2 separate regions of the Mus musculus genome follow, and region 2 is linked to region 1. A link is a contact called in public HiChIP or PLAC-seq data. All regions are on one chromosome and are shown on one strand. The core of a region is the stretch at or near the end of the contact, and the rest is flanking DNA. Distances in the headings are between cores, read along the strand shown. Region 1 overlaps Rad50 (RAD50 double strand break repair protein). Region 2 has its middle 8.8 kb from the start of Gm51861.

What was found. HiChIP or PLAC-seq counts read pairs in DNA pulled down with a chosen protein or histone mark.
Region 2: a BATF HiChIP or PLAC-seq map of CD8 T cells shows a contact between it and region 1, with 5 read pairs. The contact joins two enhancer-like sites. A contact is called at or near these places in 1 of 115 datasets of contacts at active chromatin or transcription factors (CD8 T cells) and 1 of 9 other capture datasets (macrophages).

The regions. Positions count from the first base shown.
Region 1 is chr11:53,652,947-53,658,296 of GRCm38.p6, reverse strand. It overlaps Rad50 (RAD50 double strand break repair protein), which reads left to right. Exons shown (of 25, transcript NM_009012.2): 22 at 2,679-2,764; 23 at 3,278-3,420. Among named protein-coding and RNA genes, the nearest start is that of Il13, 21 kb to the right of the region's middle. Within about 2 kb of position 3,021, at least 51 of the 459 cell types and tissues checked have an H3K27ac peak or open chromatin away from gene starts, as enhancers often do. A contact at or near this core is called in CD8 T cells, where this site is marked.
Region 2 is chr11:54,292,181-54,297,530 of GRCm38.p6, reverse strand. No RefSeq gene overlaps it. Among named protein-coding and RNA genes, the nearest start is that of Gm51861, 8.8 kb to the left of the region's middle. Within about 2 kb of position 2,885, at least 9 of the 459 cell types and tissues checked have an H3K27ac peak or open chromatin away from gene starts, as enhancers often do. A contact at or near this core is called in CD8 T cells, where this site is marked.

The DNA.
Region 1 (5,350 bases), core at 1,772-4,271:
TGCTGTTGCTATAGATGCCCGACTGAGACATTTTATGAAAGAAAAGACATTTTCTTCCATTTGTCATATACTTGTGATTTTTACCAAAACTCTGTGCTAGTGCAGCAAATGTTCCTTTTATAGTCACTGGCTCGTCAGTTTTTCTTTAGTCTGATATGCAGTGTTACCTTGGACAACTCTCTTCCTGCTGTACTGTTCTTGCTTTCTAAGGATAACTACTACTCAGTAAGCCGAGATAGGGGGCTGGGGTGGGGTAGACGGCGTGCTTGCCTGAGGTGTGCTTATCCTGGTTTCCATGTACAGCAGGAAAGGCTGGCTCCACAGGCACGTGTTCTATTCAGTGCCCTTATGACTAAACGCATTTAGGATACCTCTCTCATCACAGGAAAAACAAGCCCAAAAGTGTTTGCTGTTTTCAGTTTCTCCTGCTTTCTACTGCTTTGTATACCCAGAAGGTAGACATGCTTGGAAGATTTGACAATACTCTTGTCTGTTCACTCCCTTAAAAACAGACAACAACAAAACTACCATAATCAAAGCTGCTAGTTTCCTAGCCACTTTCTGTATCTCAGGCAAATTTTATAGGATCTGTTTTCGTAGTAATTGGAGATTGGAGAGATGTTATGTGACTTGGAGCACAGCTTGTCTTTCAGAAGGTGAAGCTACGTCAGTGGCTGCTTCTTTAGATGGCCTACTGCAGTCACCTTGGTCATCCCCAGTGGTTACGCACTGTGCTGCTAACTCCCAGAGAGACCCAACTTCAGCTGCCCGGCCAGCCGACCGACCAACTGTAGCAGTCGTCATTTCTGTGACACCCTGAGCCTTTCTGTACGAGGCTCCCTCTGCTCTGACTCTCTACCCTACTTGGTGTGTGTTCTCCATTCACAAGCTTATTTATGTTAGTTACCAACCAGAGGAAAAAAATAACATTTTAAAAGGCCATTTATAAAATTAGGATCCTAGCATATAAAGCTTTGGAAAAGTAATCTTCACATATGATTGGTTCTCGAAACATTCTGTGAAATACTTTTTGTTACCATTTTCCCTTTTTAAGAAAATAATAGCTGGTTTGTCTACACTTTATGAAAGAAGCATAAAGTATCAGGCAGAGATGAGCGTGGGTTAGAAAATGGAGACCTGGTGAAGCAGAGAGGCTTCTCCAGGCTTACTGTTTCAGCAGCCTGCATCTGATACTTAGACGTATTTATGTTGAGTCATTTCTTTCTCTTTGGCTGGTGACCAGAAGATCACGGAATGATTGTACAGAGGCAGCGGCATTACGTTTAGTTTCTTTTTTTGTATATATCAGATAAGAGGCCAGCAAATGGAAGGGAGTCCGCGCACATCCTTTGCATGGTGATAGCTGTGAAACTTGCCTTCCTACCACTGGAGTGACTTTGTTAGTCCTGTCTCCTGAGAGCTGAGGTAGCTAGGGCAGGCATGGTGTTCAGGTTTAACAGGAAGCTTTGGCTTTCACAAGCATTTCTTCTTTCAGTGTCTAGAGACTACTGCTTTAAAAGAGAATTGAAGTAAGGGTAGGCCTGTGGAGGTTAGTGCACACTGGTACTAGCCCTGGTGACTGATGAGAGAGTCAGGCTTCTAAGTCAAGGCCTCCTTTTGAGCCACAGATGCCTTCGGGTTGGTAAAATTCACAGATCTAAAAAATAAAAGGTAGAAGGGGCTGGCTTTTGATGAACCTTAGCAATTCTAGAAAAACTGGCCACGGTGCATGGTGGCACACACCTTTAGTCCCAACACTCATGAATCAGAATCAGGTGGATCTCTGAGTTCAAGGCCAGCTTGATCTAGAGGACAGCCTGTAGAGACCCTTGTCTCAAAGAGAAATAAAAATTCTAGAATGGCCAGACAGCAGTTCCAGAGACTTTACTTTGTTCTGCGACAAGAACCTCTGGCTAGCTACACCCTCAGCCTTAGCACATAGGTCTGCCCGCAACAGGCCTCTTGCCAGTTCTGGAGAGGCTGCCCCCCAATCCCTCTCCATTGTGATCTTAGGGCCTAGGAAAGAAGTCTGTTAAAGATTTATTTTCTAAAAGGTTCTGGGGATTTGTTTTTAGACAGGGTTTCACTGTATAGCTTTAGGGAATTTACTGTGTAGACCAGGCTGGCCTCTGCCTCCTGAGTGCAGGATTAAAGGTGTGTATGTGTGTGTACCACCACACTCAACCCTTGCAGCTTCTGAGTACTTTAAGAAGTCCTTGGATGCCAGAGGAAAAGACGGAGATGCGTGACAACTTGGGGCCTGGCAGTTCTCAATACCAGGGAAATGGCACTGCTTGGTCCTGTTTAACTTTTTTCTAGACCTTTCCATAGTCTACTTTTCTAATTAAAAGTACTAGGGGTCTGGAGAGATGGTTTTGCGGTTAAGAGCACCAACTGCTCTTCCAAAGGTCCTGAGTTCAAATCCCAGCAAACACATGGTGGCTCACAACCATCCTAACAAGATCTGACGCCCTCTTCTGGAGTGTGTGAAGACAGCTACAGTGTACTTACATATAATAAATAAATAAATCTTTAAAAAAAAAAGTACTAGGGCAGTGATATTATTATCATTATTAGTATACATATTCATATATAATTTAGCATATACTACTACATAGTTATGTCTTTCATATAAATAGTACATATTGTATTAAGTAAAACTGACTTCCTTTTTCCAGAGCAATTATGAAATTTCACAGTATGAAAATGGAAGAAATCAACAAAATTATTCGTGATCTTTGGCGGAGTACCTATCGTGGGCAAGGTAACTAACATGGTGTGTCTCAAATGCTTGTTCCAAAGCTCTGCCCACAGCCTCTCCTGTATGACCTTAGTTGCCAGCTTTGCCTTCTCAAACCCCTTCCTGAGCAAGTCTTTGAGAGTTTTCTAAGAATTCTTATCTTTGCAACATCTTACAACAAAATGAAAATGCAGTTTCTCTTCCAAAGCCCTGTACGACTCATATTGGCTGCAGCAGACACATTTAGCTGATGACATAATGGGTTCTGTGAAAGCGCAGATAGGGATAGGCCCAAGTGTGATAAGAAAAGTACCCAAAGGAAACTCTTAGAAAAGAGCTGGGCCCAGGCGGGGGTGGGCCATCCAGGCTGCATCTGGGCAGACCACATGATCTGAGTCTTCCTGGCCAGAGAGTTTGCAAGGCAGCCAGTGCTCCTAAGGACATCAGACTCACTGTCGTCCCAGGCTTCTATGACGATGTGTTTAAGTGACAAAGGTGTAGTGTAGGTTCTCTAAATTACTCTGCTTACTGTCTCAGATATTGAATACATAGAAATTCGATCTGATGCTGATGAAAATGTATCGGCTTCTGATAAAAGGCGAAATTACAACTACCGAGTGGTGATGCTGAAGGGGGACACAGCCTTGGACATGCGTGGACGATGCAGTGCTGGACAGAAGGCAGGTATCAGCAATCTAGGGAGCCATCTTAGCCTGGAAGATGGCCCTGATGTCACAGAAGTCTTAGAGGACCATTACATGAACGAGAAGCTCCTACAGCTTCCTGGCCACCTTGTGAGACAGACATGGCTACCATCAGTGCACCATCCTGGTGCCAGCCAACATGCCCTGTAGCCCTCTGAAGATCACTTTTAAGAAAAAAGGGTCAAGGGACTGGAGAGATGGCTCAGTGGTTAAGACCACTGGTTGTCCTTTCTTAGAGGTCCTAAGTTCAATTCCTAGCAACCACATGGTGGTTCACAACCTTCTACAATGGACTCTGATCCCCTCTTCTGTCATGCAGTCATACAGGAAGACGAACACTCATACATAAATATATTTAAAAGGAAAAGAGTCAAAGTTACTCAAACCCATTTTCACTTCACAGCATTCCTCAAAGTAAAGTCACTGTTTCATGGGCCCCAAAGATGCATTCTGGTATAACAATGGGCAGGAACATCTCAGAACCTCAGAAGTAATAGTAATTATACTGCCAATCATAAATAACACTAGTAGGGGGAAGGACGTGCCTAAGTTGGTAGAGTGCTTGACCAGCATGATCAGGCTTTGGGTTGACCCCACCACTCTCTAAACTTGGCTATAATCCCAGCACATGGAAGTAGAGACAAGAGAGAAGTTCACAGTTAGCCTGGGCTACAGAGTGAGTGAGCCCAGCCTGGGCTACAGAGGGCCATATTCAGATGAACAAACAACACAGCAAACTAGGAGACATTCTAATCTGTGTCACTGAGAATATAGCCCCTGCATGGGCCTTAAGCTCCATTTCCCCAGCACAGCTTTGGGCTGGGCCTCAGACCATTGAATAGAGAGATCTGCTGTCAGAGCTTTGGTATCATAGGGACTTTCTGCCCCTTACCACTTAAATAAGACACAGTGGCACTACATGAAGCTCCTGGAGGAGGGGTAGTATGTAGGTTTGGAGTACAGGGGAAGTCAGGATGAGAAATGATGTCTCAATAAGGCTAAAGCATGAGACCTGCATCCCAGGAGCACAGGAAGGTCATGAATGTTTGATTTCTGCTAACCATACACAGAGTGCGGATTCTGAGCTGTCATATTAAAGCAGATTTTCATAAAACTTCACAGGCTTAGGGAAGGATGTCACATTACTGGCATAATTATCCCCGTTACTGCCAACCCAGGCAGCTCACACCGATTTCAGGCAAATGAAGGTTACTGTCAAGACCATAGTCTGAAGAAATGACTGACTTGTAATCTATAAACAGGATCCCTGCCTGCTTTGTTTGCTGATGTCTAATGTTGACTATAAATGAGTTTGAAACATGGTTTGTGAACAAAAGTCAGTTTTCCTAGAGCTGCTCTTAAATTGAGAAAACTGGCAGTGCTTGCCTCCTGGTGTAAGGAGAGGTGTCGGATGGATGGTATAGAGGCTGTGGGCCAAGCTGCAGCGTCATGTGAGTGAGTAGTGGTAAACGGGCAGGAGTAGGGGTCAGAAGCAGGAAGGAAGTGTCTGCCCCTCCAAGGGACAGTAAGCTCCTGCACTCTGCTGACCTGCTCGGGGAGTCAGAGGGAAAGTGTGTACTGCCCTGCATTCAGCAGCCCAGAAATTCAGCAGGCAGTGAGGTTAGAGCTCACACAAGAGCACTATGCACTGCCCAGACAGTCTGGGTCCCTTTGCTGTGTCCCTCCAACCCTGAGAGGGCTGGGGCTGAATCTGAGGGTTTAATGTCTCATTTTTAATAACCATGAATGTATTTAGTAGGCTCCCTACAGATAGATGCAAATAGAGCCATATTCTAGTAACTCCAACATAGAATTTGTTCTCCCTCATTGACACAATTACACAAGCAGACACGGTGTGATTTAGAACACACTACCTGGCTTCTCTTTTGGACCAGAGAATTATGGA
Region 2 (5,350 bases), core at 1,636-4,135, 640 kb before region 1:
TGTTTGCATTCCTCTGTTTTGTGCAAGAGTCATAAAGCATCCGGTAACCTCATTGTACCTTGGCTGATGTGTCACCTAACTTCCGTATTCTCTTCAGTCTTATAAGTCTGATGCTTGCTTTGAGAAATTACATTCAGATACAGCAATCCCTCTGGTGTCCATGTCTGTTGTCATCCCATGGACTCCCTGCTCACCTGATTACCGAAATCCTGGTTCCCTGTGGGTTGAAGGACCAACTGAGTCCTGTCTGTGGCAATAATTGAAGAGATTTTTTAAAAAGACTAATAATTGAGGAGTTCCTGAGGGGTTTTTGTTTTTGTTTTTTTTTTTTCAGAATCACAGGAAGACAAATCAAAACTCTTGTAGGTTTTCCTGTGTCTACCACCCTGAGGGTGAACAGTGGTCAAACCACTGGTTCCCACAGGTTCCCAAGAAGGCTTCTGTGCATGTGTCTCTGGCTATACAAGGCTGGGGCTTGTTGCAAAACAAAGTATAATGTAAAGACATTGAAAAGCAAGTTCAAGAAGAAAATAGATGAAAGCTGTATTGGCTGGGGATGGGGAAAGTCTTTCTATGTAGAAACCACAAAGGAAAAAGTTAGTAGACTTGAAGTTCTGACACATGCAAATCTAAAAGTTCTGCATGCTAAAACCACCATCAAAAAAAAAAAAACTAAAAGAGGAATAGAATGTAAAAGATATTTATACCATTCTGCAACAAAGGGTTTGATATGTAATTCAAACGATTCAGAGACAGACACATACACACACACACACACACACACACACACAAAGAGACAGAAAGACAGACAGATGGAGAGAAGGAGGGAAGGAAAGAGAGAGAGAGAGAGAGAGAGAGAGAGAGAGAGAGAGAGAGAGAGAGAGAGAGAGAGAGAGGCTACAGATGTAGGTGGATGTTTCGAGAATAAGAAATGTCTCCCTTTTTTGTCATGTTTGGCACTTCCTGACTGCCTAGGGAGGGGAGACATAAGGCTCCTGCCAGGATGGTCTCATCTCCTTCCTCCAGAAAGTATGGCCTAAGGTTCTCCTTCCTCTAAACCTCACGGCCACATCTCTGATCCCTGAGAGAGGATCCCTGTCCGGTCCACACTACTACAGGAGAGTAGTAGTCACTAACCTCATTCACTCTATTTTGTCCTTTTATGGTTCCATTTCTCCTCCTTATCATTACCCCCCTGACTCCCTATCGCCTTTGTCTGCCCAGTATTCCAAGGATATCAGGAATGGCTGATAGACATCTTTATGACAAGGGACTGAAGTCACTCTCCAATAACAAACAGCAAGTCTAGGACAGATAACCCACCAAATGGTAGTGTTTATCTATGATGTTGAGGCCCTGCCCTGGAGTGGTAGCAGATATCTTTGGGGATGAACGTGATAACAATTTCTTCAGATTGCCTCAAAGAACCAGAACTGAGATAATGGCCTTTACCAGGATTTCTTAATTACGCATACATTGTGACCTAAAATCCAGTTCACCCTCTATTTCAACTTACGTTCAAGCCAATGCTCCAATGACAGACTTTGGGTCTCTGAAGCCCTTTATCTCTGACTTTTCCTAACACAGCCACTTAGATTAGACTCCCTTTCTCTGTCATTCACAACTATTCATCTCTCTTGATTTAAAACTTTTTTTGGGGGGTGGGCAGAATGTAGTAGGTTGACCTCAGACTTGGCATGTAGCCGAGGATGACCTTGAATTTCAGATCCCCCTGTCTCTTCTTCCCAAGTGTGGGGATTACAGGCATGCACCACCACACCAAGTCTACCCTGTGCTGGCAGGAGACCTGGGACTTTGTGTTTGATGGACAAGAACACTACCAATTGAACTACATATCCCCAGACCAACCTATCTCTCTAATTCGTGTACTGGAATGGGAAGCTGAGTTTAGTCTGTAGGGATTCCCAGAACTGGGACTTTTTGTATAAAACACCAATAATATCATCACTTCTTCCATCTCCTGAAGACCCAGGCTATTTTTCTGAGCCAGTGAGGCATCAACCTCTCTCCGCCCGAGTTAGGCCAGATGATTTCCAGCAATAAATTGGAGGTCAAAAGATAATGTGGGTATCTGAGGATCTGATGTCCTAAAGACCATCTGGTAAACCGTGTTACAAAGTTCTTACCCAGTGATGACCACCACTGCGTTTGCTTAGGACTTAACACAAAGCAAGAGAAATCAGGATTGCATGTGCATAACTTATTGTTGCCACCACCACCTGTGGACCCCGCAGTCTCTGGAAATTTGCTCAAGACCCCATGTTCTGTTGTGCCATTAATGGCTCACAGTGAATGAGGGCTGGAGGTGAACGCCTTCTAAGTAGCTCGTGTCTGCCCAGGAAGAAGAAATGGAGGGAGAAAAAGAAAGACAGGAAGATCCTGTTAGGGGTGGAAGGGGGAAATTGTGGAGGTCCAGGGAGAGCAAAGAGAATTCTTAAGAGGGTGGCGTATCCCCTGGATCTGGAAGGAGACCCAATTCCCAGAGCTCTCTTGAGAAACTGAGGCAAAAGGTACACAGAGAAAAAAAGGTGTACTCAGCTTCCTGGCTCCTGGCCAGAGGAGAGCAGAGCAACAGTCTGCCTACAAAGGAGGAATAACGTCAGAATACTTGGTCTAGAGAATACTTGCTCGGTGCGTGAGCATTCTCTCTCGCTCTTCTCTCTCTCTGCCCTCTCTCTCTCTCCCCCTCTCTTTGTCTCTCTCTCTCTCTTCTCCTAAAATTAGGAATAGAAACTTTTTTTAATTGGGAAAATGGAGAAAGCAAGAGCTAATTGTCTTCAAAGAGGAGTGCGGACCTCAGGAGCCACTATGTTTTAGTAGAAGGATAAACAAAACCTCAGTCACCTCATCGCTAAGCTATTTTTAGGCCCTGGTTCCGGGAGGGGGCAAACCCTAGAGAGGATGAAAGAGAATGTCTTCTGTATTTGTAGAAACACCAGGACCAACCACAAGTGCTCAGCCATGACACAACAGGAATGAATCCACCCAAAGTGCATGCTAGATGTCAATCCCATGCAAAATAATTTCCAAAAAAGGAAATAAAAAATCAAGATCTGCATAGTGAAAACGCCCAAACAGGGAAGTGGCGATGGAACATTAAACATTTGGGGTAGGCCACCAGGAGATCCATGTGGTGAGAGATTTTGCAGGGTGAATTCCCAGCAGCAGCAGGATCAGGAGTGAAAGACAGGACTCGGTCAGCAACGCCTGTGGAGAGTCAAACTGAAAGCCACAAGGCCAGCCCCTGCTTCCCTGACCATTCATCACCTCTGTCACTCGATGCGCAGGCCCGCACGTCACTCAGCCATCTGGCACTGGGAAAGAAAAGAGTTGGTGCTCTAGAGTTGCTTAAGGAAGGAGAAATCACAAGGCAGATGTGAACCTCCAGAGGGCCTGGAACCATCAGAATCTGCAAAGGCGAATCACTCATTCTACATCCCTAGGCAAGACCATGATGGGTGATGTTAGAGAATGGGGTGCAGACCAATTAAAATACTAAGCTTTATAAGCCATTGCAGGTCATCCCATGGGAAGCTTCAGTAGAGGATAGAGAGTCTAAGCTAGCCTGGGCTATACATGCACACGGACTTGGATTCTCTCTATATGTCTGTATATGTAGAGCATTACAAAGGTGCAGATTCTCTCCAAAGTTGTGTTTATATTTAATTTGTTCTCTCTCTCTCTTTTTTTTTTTTTTGAGCTTAACAAAATGAGTTTAGATTTTATTTGCCAGGGGCTGGAAAGATGGTTTTGCAGTTAGAAGTACTGGCTGCTCTTGCAGAAGACTTGAGTTTGATTCACAGCACATAGAAGTACAAATGTGCACGCGTGCACACACACACACACACACACACACACTCATACTCACTCACATACTGACACACACTCACACATACACTCTTACTCACTCACATACTGACACACACTCACACATACACTCTTACTCACTCACATACTGACACACACTCACACATACACTCTTACTCACTCACATACTGACACACACTCACACATACACTCTTACACACATGCTCACAGATGTAGTAGTACAGACAAACAGACGGACAGACAGTAAAAGAAGCCAACTAGGCTAGAGACACAGCTCAGTTGGTAGTGTTTACCTAGAATGTATGAAGCCCCAGGTTTGATTCCCAGTACCAAATAAACTAGGTTGTGATGGTTGTCTCATGCTTGTAATATAGAATTTGGGAGGTTGAGTCAGGAGAATCAGAAGTTCAAGGTCGTCGCTGGCTATGAAGAGAATTTCAGAGCACCTTGGGCTATATGCGATCCTCTCTTGAGCAAAAATAAAATAAATATAATGTTAACATTTTAAAACTAAAAAATTGATTAAGTAAACCAGAAAAGATAAAACGCAAATGGCTAGTAAATACTAGTTAGTTCCACAAGTAATAAAAGAAAATATCAATAAAAACAGAAAACTAAATGTAGTAATTCACACGCAATCCCAGCACTTGGGAGGTAGAGGCAAGAAGATGAGCTCAAAGTCATCTTTAGCTACATAGCAAGTTAAAAGCCAGGCTGAGCTACCCGAGACTGTCTTAAAAGCAAACAACAACATTACAATTCATATCTTTTGTCAGTTATTAAAAGTAAGGTATGGCTGTGGATTAAGAGAACAAAGGGTTAAAGACATGGATAGAAATTATAGAGAATAACAATTTGGCAAAATATAGACATTGTAAACTGGTTGTAGGGCACATGCCAGTAGGCAGATGGCAAAGACAGTGAGGCACGAGAGTCTCCAGTTCAAGGCCAGTTTGGGCTACATCTTTACCGGCCATGAAGGCATACATCACGAATTGTAGCATCTGGGAGGTGAAGGCAGGAGGATCAGGAGTTCAAAGTCATCCTCCGGTACATTCAAGGTCAGCCTGAGCTCATGAGGCCCTGTCTCAAAAAAGTGTTTTTAGTAGTAAGCAGTGTAGACCCAACAGGTTCACTTTACAAATTAATCTTCAGGAAATGATGCGCAGAACTATGGATGCTACAAGTGACCATTCAAAGCTATCCTGCATACTGTTTCCTCTAACAACTGTAAAGCAGGTGCAGTATCTAGTGATAGTAATTTAGAGAAGTAAATATTTTGTGTGCCTGCAAGATAAAACAATAACTATTAAAAGCAGTGGGAGAGGATGGTGATAAGCCCAGAAAATGATCCCTGTGCCCTAGCTGACAAAGGACCATGAGGCCTACTTCTCTAACAAATATTTGAGTGACTATATGCAATAAAGCCCCACTTCTTAATAAAATGAAGATGAGTTTAGAAGGCAAACAAATTTGTCAGAAGAAAACACCTGGGGCTTTG